Regions from separate parts of the Danio rerio genome. Here region 2 is linked to region 1. A link is a contact called in public Micro-C data. All regions are on one chromosome and are shown on one strand. The core of a region is the stretch at or near the end of the contact, and the rest is flanking DNA. Distances in the headings are between cores, read along the strand shown.

What was found. A called contact is a pair of places that touch in the nucleus more often than the background predicts.
Region 2: a contact with region 1 is called in a Micro-C map of caudal fin, with 4 times the contacts expected there. The contact joins the promoter of hoxc12a here to the promoter of calcoco1a in region 1. A contact is called at or near these places in 1 of 18 Hi-C or Micro-C datasets (caudal fin) and 2 of 4 datasets of contacts at active chromatin or transcription factors (caudal fin and embryo).

Annotation. Positions count from the first base shown.
Region 1 is chr23:39,101,827-39,106,809 of GRCz12tu, reverse strand. calcoco1a (calcium binding and coiled-coil domain 1a) reads left to right here and starts at 2,410. Exons shown (of 15, transcript NM_001110166.1): 1 at 2,410-2,571.
Region 2 is chr23:39,165,236-39,170,218 of GRCz12tu, reverse strand. It overlaps hoxc12a (homeobox C12a), which reads right to left and starts at 2,555. Exons shown (of 2, transcript NM_001110759.1): 1 at 1,944-2,555; 2 at 871-1,184. The coding sequence starts at 2,529. The coding sequence ends at 946.

The DNA.
Region 1 (4,983 bases), core at 1,161-3,660:
CATCAAGCAAGGTCGGTAACACACTGTCTGTGTGCCATCAATCTCATGCCTCTGCCCATCCCCCCTTCCTGCCTGCGTCTCACGCAGCCTTCCACGCATTTCAGCCAAGCTCACTCTGTTAAAACAATCTCAGCACCTTTATTGGGCTGCCTCATTTACTGCCTGCATGCAATTACAGGCTGAGGGTGGCCATCTTGTTTGCAGTAGTTGCAGCTGGCTCCCTTGCAGTGCAAACTGGTTAATACCAATATACACACTCAAAAAAGAGGTAATGTCTTATCCGTGGATAAAACACTTGATAATTTTGAAGCTTAGGACTCCAAAATATCCAGGCAGTGGAACAGACAGGGCCGTTAAGATCTTAAAATAGTGAAATGTTCACTTAAGCCCTAAATCCTTAACATCAAAGGCATGCACGTGTTAAATCAGCACTTCATTTAGAATGTATATCACTTTGACTTGTGACCTCCTAATAGCACCGCGAGACTGGAGTGTTATATGTGCTAAATTCCTCAAGAAACTTCTTCTGCAATATAATCAGTCATCCATTTAAGCACACCACAAATATGAAAGATAACATGCCTGGCTGATTCAAGCTATTACTCCTAGCTATATTGAAAATAAAGTAGAGTTTAAATTGTAAATTGCATAGAGGACTCTGAAGACACATCTAAAAGAGAGTGACAAATGATAAAACCCCATTTAATTTATGGGCATACACTTTGCTAAATATATATATATATATATATATATATATATATATATATATATATATATATATATATATATATATATATATTTTTTTTTTTTTTTAATCCCTTAGTGGGCATTACACGCAACTACAACCCCACGTCTACGTAAATAGCATGTTTCCTAAAAGTACACTGCCATCTGGTGTTCACAATAAGAACATCAACAAATTAATATTTTGGAAAACAAATGTCTCCTCAGCTCTTAATTTTTCAAGACTACTATATATCTCCCTTTTCTCCTTAACTATTTCTTAAATATATTATACAGCTTTTTATTTAACCCTTAAATTTTTATTACATGCACGAAGCTGTCAATTATGCCAACCTATTTTAAGTGAGCCTAAGAGTAAGATACAAATTTTAGAAGGAATTATTTAAGCATGATAGACATTTACCATCTGTTTTTCAGCGTCATTACCAAGCATTCTAGTATCAGGTTTCTGTGAGTCAGCAAGAAACGTAGAGGGTTGTTTACTCAAGCTCAAAGCGTGTATGCTAACTGTCACTGAGGGTGCAGGAATTAAAGCAGGATAAGATCTGAAATCATTGCAGACATCGGTCAAACAAGAAGAGAATATACAAATAATCAAAGTTCGGCACGGGGACATAGCAATAAACATTCCAATATTAACACAAAATCTTAACAAGACTCGTTCTTCTGAATCGGTTCTTTTAAATGATTCTAAGAAATGATTCTAAGAAACGAATCGTTGTTCACTTATAGACTACCACAAGTTCAATTTTATTTTACCATCCATGTAAGGACACCACAAATATGAAAGATAATGCCTGGCTGATCCAAGCTAGTACTTCTAGCTATATGGAAAATAAAGTGCAGTTTAAACTGTAAATTGCAAAGAAGACCCTGAAGACATATCTAAAAAAGTGACATATGAAAAAAATATAATTAAAAAAGTATGTGCATTAACTATACTAAAGGACATTATAAAGGATATTTACTAAAAGATATAATTAGAATAAAATTAGGAACGTTTTTATGAATCGGATCTTTTTAATGATTCGTTTGAACTAGTGTGCAACAGACCGATTCTAAGAAAAGAATTGTGGTTCTTTTTCTGAATTGTACCACGAGTGCACTTTAATTTTACCATATAAATTTAATATTTGACACATAAGACGATATTCAAGTTGCTAAAGTATAGCCTATTAACAAATTCATTACAAACATGACGTTTACTCGATTTTATTAAATTTTATTGGCCCAGACACAATAGTTGATCTTAATGGTTTACATTTTTAGCCACGAGACGCATTCGAACTGACACTGAATCATGGTTTTGAACTGTCCAAAAGAACCATTTCGAGGAAATGAGTCAGATTTCCCATACCAGTTCGTTTCGCAATCGCGTTGCTTTTCGCCATGCGTTTGAACGTACATCCCTTGCATTGGCTGAAATTTGAGTGACGTATTTGCTTAACCTATAACAAGTAAATGGGTGAACGCGTAGAGAACTGTAAACCAATCAGAGATCCAATCGCTGTACTGTTACCATGACGTCTCATGTCTCACGTCGACCTTCAAAGCATCCTCCTTACAGATGGGGATTTTAGTTTTTCTGAGAGTCTGAGCAATGATTCAAAACCAGTCAAGGCACTTCATTTCCCATGATGCAGCGGTTCTCTCCGAAGCACCCATGCTTCTGTTTTTGTTATTGTTGTGAGAGGTTCGTGGTACAGCTCATCTCGGCAAATGTGTCAGTGTAAATTAGACTTGTCATCAGTCTCATACACGCTTTCTGTTTTATGACAGAACATCGTTTTCAAGAGGATATTGTTTTGATTACCTAAGCTAAATCGGGTGAGTTTTGCTATACGATGGTTGCGTTTTTCCACAAAGGAAAAAAAAAAAAAAAAAACAGCAGCATAATCAGTAGCACGCAGCTACTGTAAAGACGAAGCATGCCGTGTTTATAACCTCCAGCTTATTTCAAGCGGTCTCAAGGAATACACATTGATAAAATCTATTTTAACATTGTTGCTATGTTTTTGTTAAATTGTTGCAACAAAGTGTCCGATCTGCTGATGCATTGTTTTTCTTGTTGCCACGCTGTAGCGAGTAACTTGAGATTGTTTCTAACTTGGGCCTCGCTTTGCAATAGCCATCCACGATTGTCTACGACGCAAAGAAAATATTTGTTTTATCTTCGTTATTCAGCAAAATAAAACAAACTTAATTGTTGAAGCAATACAGAACTTATGCAATGGTTATTTTCTTTTATGCCACAGCAGCCATGCGTCAAGTAAAATTAAAAATGCATTAACGTTTCTGTAATTTGTTTTATTTTTAGTATTTTTGTATGAACCATTTTCACACACTTTTTTAATAAGTCATAATGAAGAATCATTTAATGTATTACATATTGTTTATACAATTTCTCAAACTTAAAAAAAAATGTACTGAAACGAAGCTGCAAGATTCTGACATCAGACACATGACGTCAGAAAACGTCCTTGGTCGTTTCATGGAGAGTCTAAATATGGAGGGTTTAGTTTATTATGAGTTGCTAATGATGGACGCACCTGTCATTGCTTGTAATCCATACAGTTCGCACAGTGGGTCACAGCATTTGTGGCACCTGCCAGCCAGTCACAAATGCTCTCGAAGAGCTGATGTGTGTCTGGCTAAGAAAATCTGCACACATTATCAATCACCCTCAGGAACTCAGCATCTAATTTAACAAACAGTTCCTCTTGACTTGCGCAATGCATTCACCTCTCCCCTACTGTCCTCTTTAAGCCTTGATAATAATGCCCATACCTATTAATGCCTGTTTAATGTTATGTATATATGTAAATGTGGATATAAACAGATGTGGAATGCATATTTATGATTAATACACATGTGCATTTGTGCATATAAGGTAAAATAGTTCCTATTGACCAATTGACAGTGTATAAAGTCACCATTAAATCAATGTTGCCAATTATTATTTGGATTATATATATATAATCTTTAATCAAACTAATCTCTGAAATACAGTAGTCAAAAAATTAAAAAAAGTCTATTACTTTGATGAGAGTTGGCTTTGGTCCACTTAAAATTTTGACAACTGTATATACAGTGCATCCGGAAAGTATTCATAGCGCTTCACTTATTCCACAACTTTTGATGTCCACACCTGTCTTTGGGAATTTTTGCTCATTCCTCTTTGCAGTACCTCTCAAGCTCTATCAGGTTGGATGGGAAGCGACGGTGCCATCTTCAGATCTCTCCATGTTCAATAGGATTTGGGTCTGGGCCACTCATGGACATTCACCGTGTTGTTGTGAAGCCACTCCATTGATATTTTGGTGGTGTGCTTTGGGTCATCGTCCTGCTAGAAAATGAACCTTCGCCCCAATCTGAGGTCAAGAGCACTCAGAAGCAGGTTTTCATTCAGGATGTCTCTGTACATTGCTGTATTCATCTTTCCTATTATCTTGACTAGTCTTCCAATTCCTGCTGCTAAAAAACATCCTCACAGCATGATGCTGCCACCACCATGCTTCACTGTAGGGATGGTATTAGCCTGGTGATCAGCAGTGCCTGGTTTTCTCCAAATGTAACGCCTGGCATTCACTCCATAGAGTTCAGTTTTAGTCTTATGAGACCAGAGAATTTTCTTTCTTATGGTCTGGAAGTCCTTCGGTTCCCTTTTGCCAAAATTCCAGGTGGGGAGTGGCTTCCGTCTTGACACTCCACCATACATGCCTAATTGGTGGATTTTGTGCTTTGACATGCACTGTCAACCCTGGGACCATATATAGACAGATCTATGCCTTTTCAAATCAAATCATGTCCAGTCAACTGAATTTACCACAGGTGAACTACAATTAAGCTGCTAAAACATCTGAAGAATGATCAGTGGAAACAATGTACCTGAGCTCAATTTAGAGCTTCTCGGCAAAGACTGAATGCTTACGTACATGTACGTTTTTCAGGTTTATATATATATATATATATATATATATATATATATATATATATATATATATATATATATATATATATACATACATACATACATATATACATATATATATACATATATATATATATTATATATATATATGTATATATATATATATATATATATATATATATATACATACATACATACATACACATTTTTAACATTTTCAAAAAATATTTTTTTCACATTGTCATTATGGGGTTTTGTGTGTAGAATGTTAAGGAAATAAATTAATTTAATCCATTTTAGAATAAGGC
Region 2 (4,983 bases), core at 1,306-3,805, 63 kb before region 1:
GCAAATATGATGGACGTGAATATAACGTGTTTCACTATATCAGGAATAAATATTTTATCAGCAGGAAGTCGCATTTAAGCGGCTTAGCTGCAGGCCTACCAATTTACACTTTGGCCAATAGTTACAGACAATCAAGTTGAAACATTTGTCAGAATGACATTTCACATGCTAGATCAAAGTCTATTCATAAAAGCTGTTCTGTAATTGCAGTTTGGTTCTCAAGGGCCCAAGATACGAGTTGGGTCACTAACTTTGTGCCCGTGACCGTGAACGTGCCATAGAACACGTGGCGTTGACGGCGGAACGGAGATAAGACGCTCCCCACGCTCCTTGTTGTTAATTATTGTTACGTTTGAAGATTCTTTCTTAAAGAAAATTAGCAAAATAAAACCCTAGATGTAACATTAAGAACAGTTTAGTTTTCTTAAAAGCAAGCATGGCGTTTCAGTCTTTTTTTTTAGCTTAGAATACTGATCATGGCACGAGTGTGTTATAAGTTCAAAGGATGTTTTAATGCTCCGAACAATAAATATTTAGCGATCATTTCAATATCATTAAGACTGATAAGAAAACATTTTACTTGCCCGAAATGCTATCTCACAGCTTATATATCTCTACCATTTTTAACAAGCAGTTCATTATTTAATAAAGTGAAAGATGGCTTAGACAGCTCGGTACTTTTCAAAACAGACTTAAACATTCCCACCGTATACATGCCCAAAATTACTGGACACAAAACCACTTAAATAAACACTAGACCACATAGTATAAGCAAACCTTTGGAGCCATCATTTGGTCGCGTACCCCTTATATTTGAACCCTTGTTCGCGTTTTCTGAATGCGTCATGGGGCAAGACATTCAGAGTAAAATGGGCCAATGGCAGATTACCATTAACTAAATACTGTTGTTGGGCTACCATTAAGCAATGTATATTTTGTGCCTCATTAAAAGAAGGACAAAGCCTGCTCCCTCAGCAACAGTCTCTTTTTCTTCATCCGCCGATTTTGGAACCAAATTTTAACCTGTTGGTCGCTGAGATTGAGCCTGTCAGACAGCTCTCTACGTCGCTGTCTGGTGATGAACTCGTTCAGCATGAATTCTCCTTCAAGCTCGGCCAGTTGCAGTTTGGAATAGGGTTTTCGTTTCTTGCGGGTCCGGGTGTGCATCGGGTACCACGGGGCACCTGGAGAGGGCATAGCACGGGTTCATGAGAGTCCTTAAACACAACTAGGCCAACACATACATTTATCTCCACATCTTATTGGCACTAAAATACAAAGTTATAAGTGCATTTTGTGATGCTTTTTAATTAGACACGATTTAGTGACAATCTGAAGTGTATAAAGTATGCTGAATATGTGTCGCTTCCATTTTTATGTAGCAAAAATCTCCCCGAATGCTTTACTGTTACTTAAAAGTAAATTAACGCGTTAATTGTCATATTTGCAAGAACCCCACCTATTTAGCGGTTTCAAGGCATATTAAATTACTTCGTGCAACACGCACAACAGATATTAATTCAGTTTACGAGTCACTAAAACAAAGGTCCTCTTTTCTGTCAACAGAGCAATTGCTTTTTCTGACATTTCTTCCTCTCACTAAAACAACGCTTTAGCAAAAACTACATTTATCAACAACAAAAACATATTTTTTATGCAAAAAGCGTCTAACATTTGCAGCGGGATGGCTGGTTTTTATGATGTTGTGTTTACTGGTTGTATAAATGACTGAGCGCTTAAACTGGTGAACGTGGAGCATTTTAGGGCAACCCCTAGTGGCCTTAAACAACCACGCAAGATCCATGCAGGAAAATCATAAGAGTTGCCAGTGAATGCCTTAACGAACTGTCATGCAAATAAATTAGCTGGAGCACAAATACTAGTAATTATAATACTGTGTGCTTCTGTTGTTTTTCAGCTGTGATTGAATGCGAGGGACAAACCTCCTCCACCGGCGATATTGCTTGCGTGGTTTCCTTGCGATACCAGGGTTTGTGGGTCGCTTGCTGAAGTCTTTCCTCCTTCGTTTAGCACCGAAGAACTGGAGTCGGACTCCAAAGACTGACAGGATGGCGGGTCTTGGGTCAGATGTTCGGTGCCATAATCATACTTTGAGAAGGTGCCACTGTTGCCCATCCCATTGTGCATCCCGTGATCAGACGATACTGATGTATCTCTTGCTCGCTCCTCTCGTTTGAGACTGTTGTTGTCTGAACACGAATCTCTGGTGCTGCTGGAATTGCCATAATAACACTTGCTTTCCTCCAGTCGGGTTATTTCACAAGATCGATTAAAAGAGGGGTTAATAGATACGGGACTGCTAAAGTAAGACTGAGGATATCCATTGCACGACTCCGATGGATTCCACGGGAGAGAGCAAACATTGTCCCTTCTAGGGTACGAGAGAGACGGTAGCCCCGCCAGCTGTCCCCCTGAGGCTCTAAAATTCGGGAAGTAAAACCTGTCTCCAGTGTGGATGTTTACCAAAGGTCCCACAAACCCAGGATTAAGAAGATTATGCTCGCCCATTTCCGCGGGCCAGACCAACAGCTTCTAGTTTATTGCAATCTGACATTTAACGTAGTTAAACCTGGAGGTGCACCTGATTGGTCATCTCCACGTCACGTGCCGGAGCTTACTCGAACACTAGAAGGTACCACCCACTTGGTGCTTTTCAGACAAAACAAAACATTAACTTCTGTAATACGTGTTTTATATGCTTTTTAAAAATTCTATAAAATATCTTATTAAAAATGTAAAATCTTGTTTTCCTTTTCCCCGAGCTCAAAAGTTCTAAACTGATCCTCTTTCGCCTTTCTGTTATACACAGAAGTGTCCCTAGCCTCGTTTAATCTTTACTGCAAAGCAAAAAAATAAATAAATAAAATAAAAATTACAAAAATACATATATTTTCCCTACAAAATAAACGTTATTTTTCCTTTGAGGAGAGGTTGCCTTCGACTTTGTTTTCAAACAAATTACGGCTGAATTCAGTGTCATATAAAAATGTGATGTTCATCTTTTACAGGCTTGTTTTAAAGAAATACTGATGCTCAGTGCTGAACTCCACTCATATTTACTGTAGTGGGGTCAGCAGGTTGAAACCATTGGCTCCGTAAAAGATGATGATATTCTATAAGAAATGTTTAAGAGCGTAGCCTATATTTTAGATAATATGCTCTAGTACACCTCACATGAACAACTTTAACAGATACATCCTATAAATACTCGCAGTCAAACTCATGGTAGATTGTTACACATCTCGCAATTCTTTTATTTGAATTTTACAAGCTGGCAGAGGGCATTAAAGTGATTGTGCCGCACCAAATATACCTCACTTGATCACATTAATTGATTTTTGATTCTAAATATATAAAGTAGACGCAGATTTTGATCATATCAACTGTAACTCCCTGTCATTGTCATATGTACATTATCTGAGAATGTAATTCAGGCAAAAATAAAGATTAAGATGACACAAGTCTAATGAGAACCCTGCATTAAATACCCTCCTTCACATTGGGGTCTTTAGCAAACGCAAAGCTGTTGTAATGGTAATTCAGTGGTAGTCTAAGCTTTTAGAACTTTATATTTTATGTGGTTTGCCTACTTTATTAATAGTAAATGAATACACTGATATTTTCAAATGAAGTGGTTAATGCAAAAATCAACAACACTGTTTGACTTATAGCATCTTTAATCTCCATTTTGAAAATAAAATGCGAGCAACTATAAAAGAGTTTTCAGATGTGGATACAGCTGTCATATTTAAAATTATAGATTAGAAATATATTATGTAAATATATTTTATAATTTTAAATTTGGATTATGTATTTTTTTTATAAACAATTAAAAAATCTGTTTACGGGTTTGCGTATATAGACTCTTGCGCGCATGCTGCCACATATTTACTATAACTTAGCAAATTGTATTTGCTTTCTTCGTTAATTTTAATACTGTAAGTTTTATATTTTTACATTGTTTAATGCACGAGTATTTATTTAGCACAATAACTTTGCGTTTGCTGACAATTTAAAGCTCGTGTCAGTGCATGTGTGGGGGCGTATTTCTAATTTTGATTTAAGGCCATCGTATTTATCTTAGCATCGATGACTTTCGAATAAAACTAAAGTAAAATAATCACATGAAACTTCATTTATGTCGAGAGCTATCCAGGCTATAAATGCAATGATACTGCCTAAGGAAATCCGTTGTTCAGCTTTTCATAAACACTGACGTAACGGCTATAACAAAGTCTCAAAACAACCAAAAGACAACAAATGTTGTCTTCTAAATTGCCCAAGGATTATTACATCCAAATCTGAGGCACACGTGCATGTTTTACGGCTAGAGTACTCCATACCAGATTCATGTAACTAATTAACATGCTATGCAACACTCCGTGCTTATAAATTTAAACGCTTTTGGGTATTTTCTAAAAATGTCTGTTCTTTCGTGTGCTAAATATAAATGCACTCACAAAGTTAAAAGCTGCAGAGACGTGACATTAAGCTACCAAGTTAAGAAAAAATAAAATGCTATTTAATACACTTGTTATTATTGGTATATTAGTATAGTCAGATAGTTTGTTCTGAGCAGTTTTAATAAGGATACTTCATTTTTTACCCCCAAGAGAAAAACAGAGTTAAACAAGTGATTCAGAATGTTACTACTTCCTGGAACTTAATGACATTTCAATTGCTTAATTCAGTCACAAAAATATTCGACTTAAACAACCTGACAGTCTTAAATTATCCAGCTTAAAAGTCCAAATAAAATATTATATTTGCTTACCGTAAAGCTAGCCAGTGGAGATCTCCAAAATCTCTGGAAAATGGCTAAAATTGTTGTTAGTTCAAGGTCAGTGTCTAGTGCACTGTCTGCGCCGCTGTAAGATTGCTGTCTTGGAATCCTTTTCCGTCCAGACAGGGCCATAGCGTAAACAAAGGCCTTTTTATTGTCTTTGATTTTGGAAGACAGGT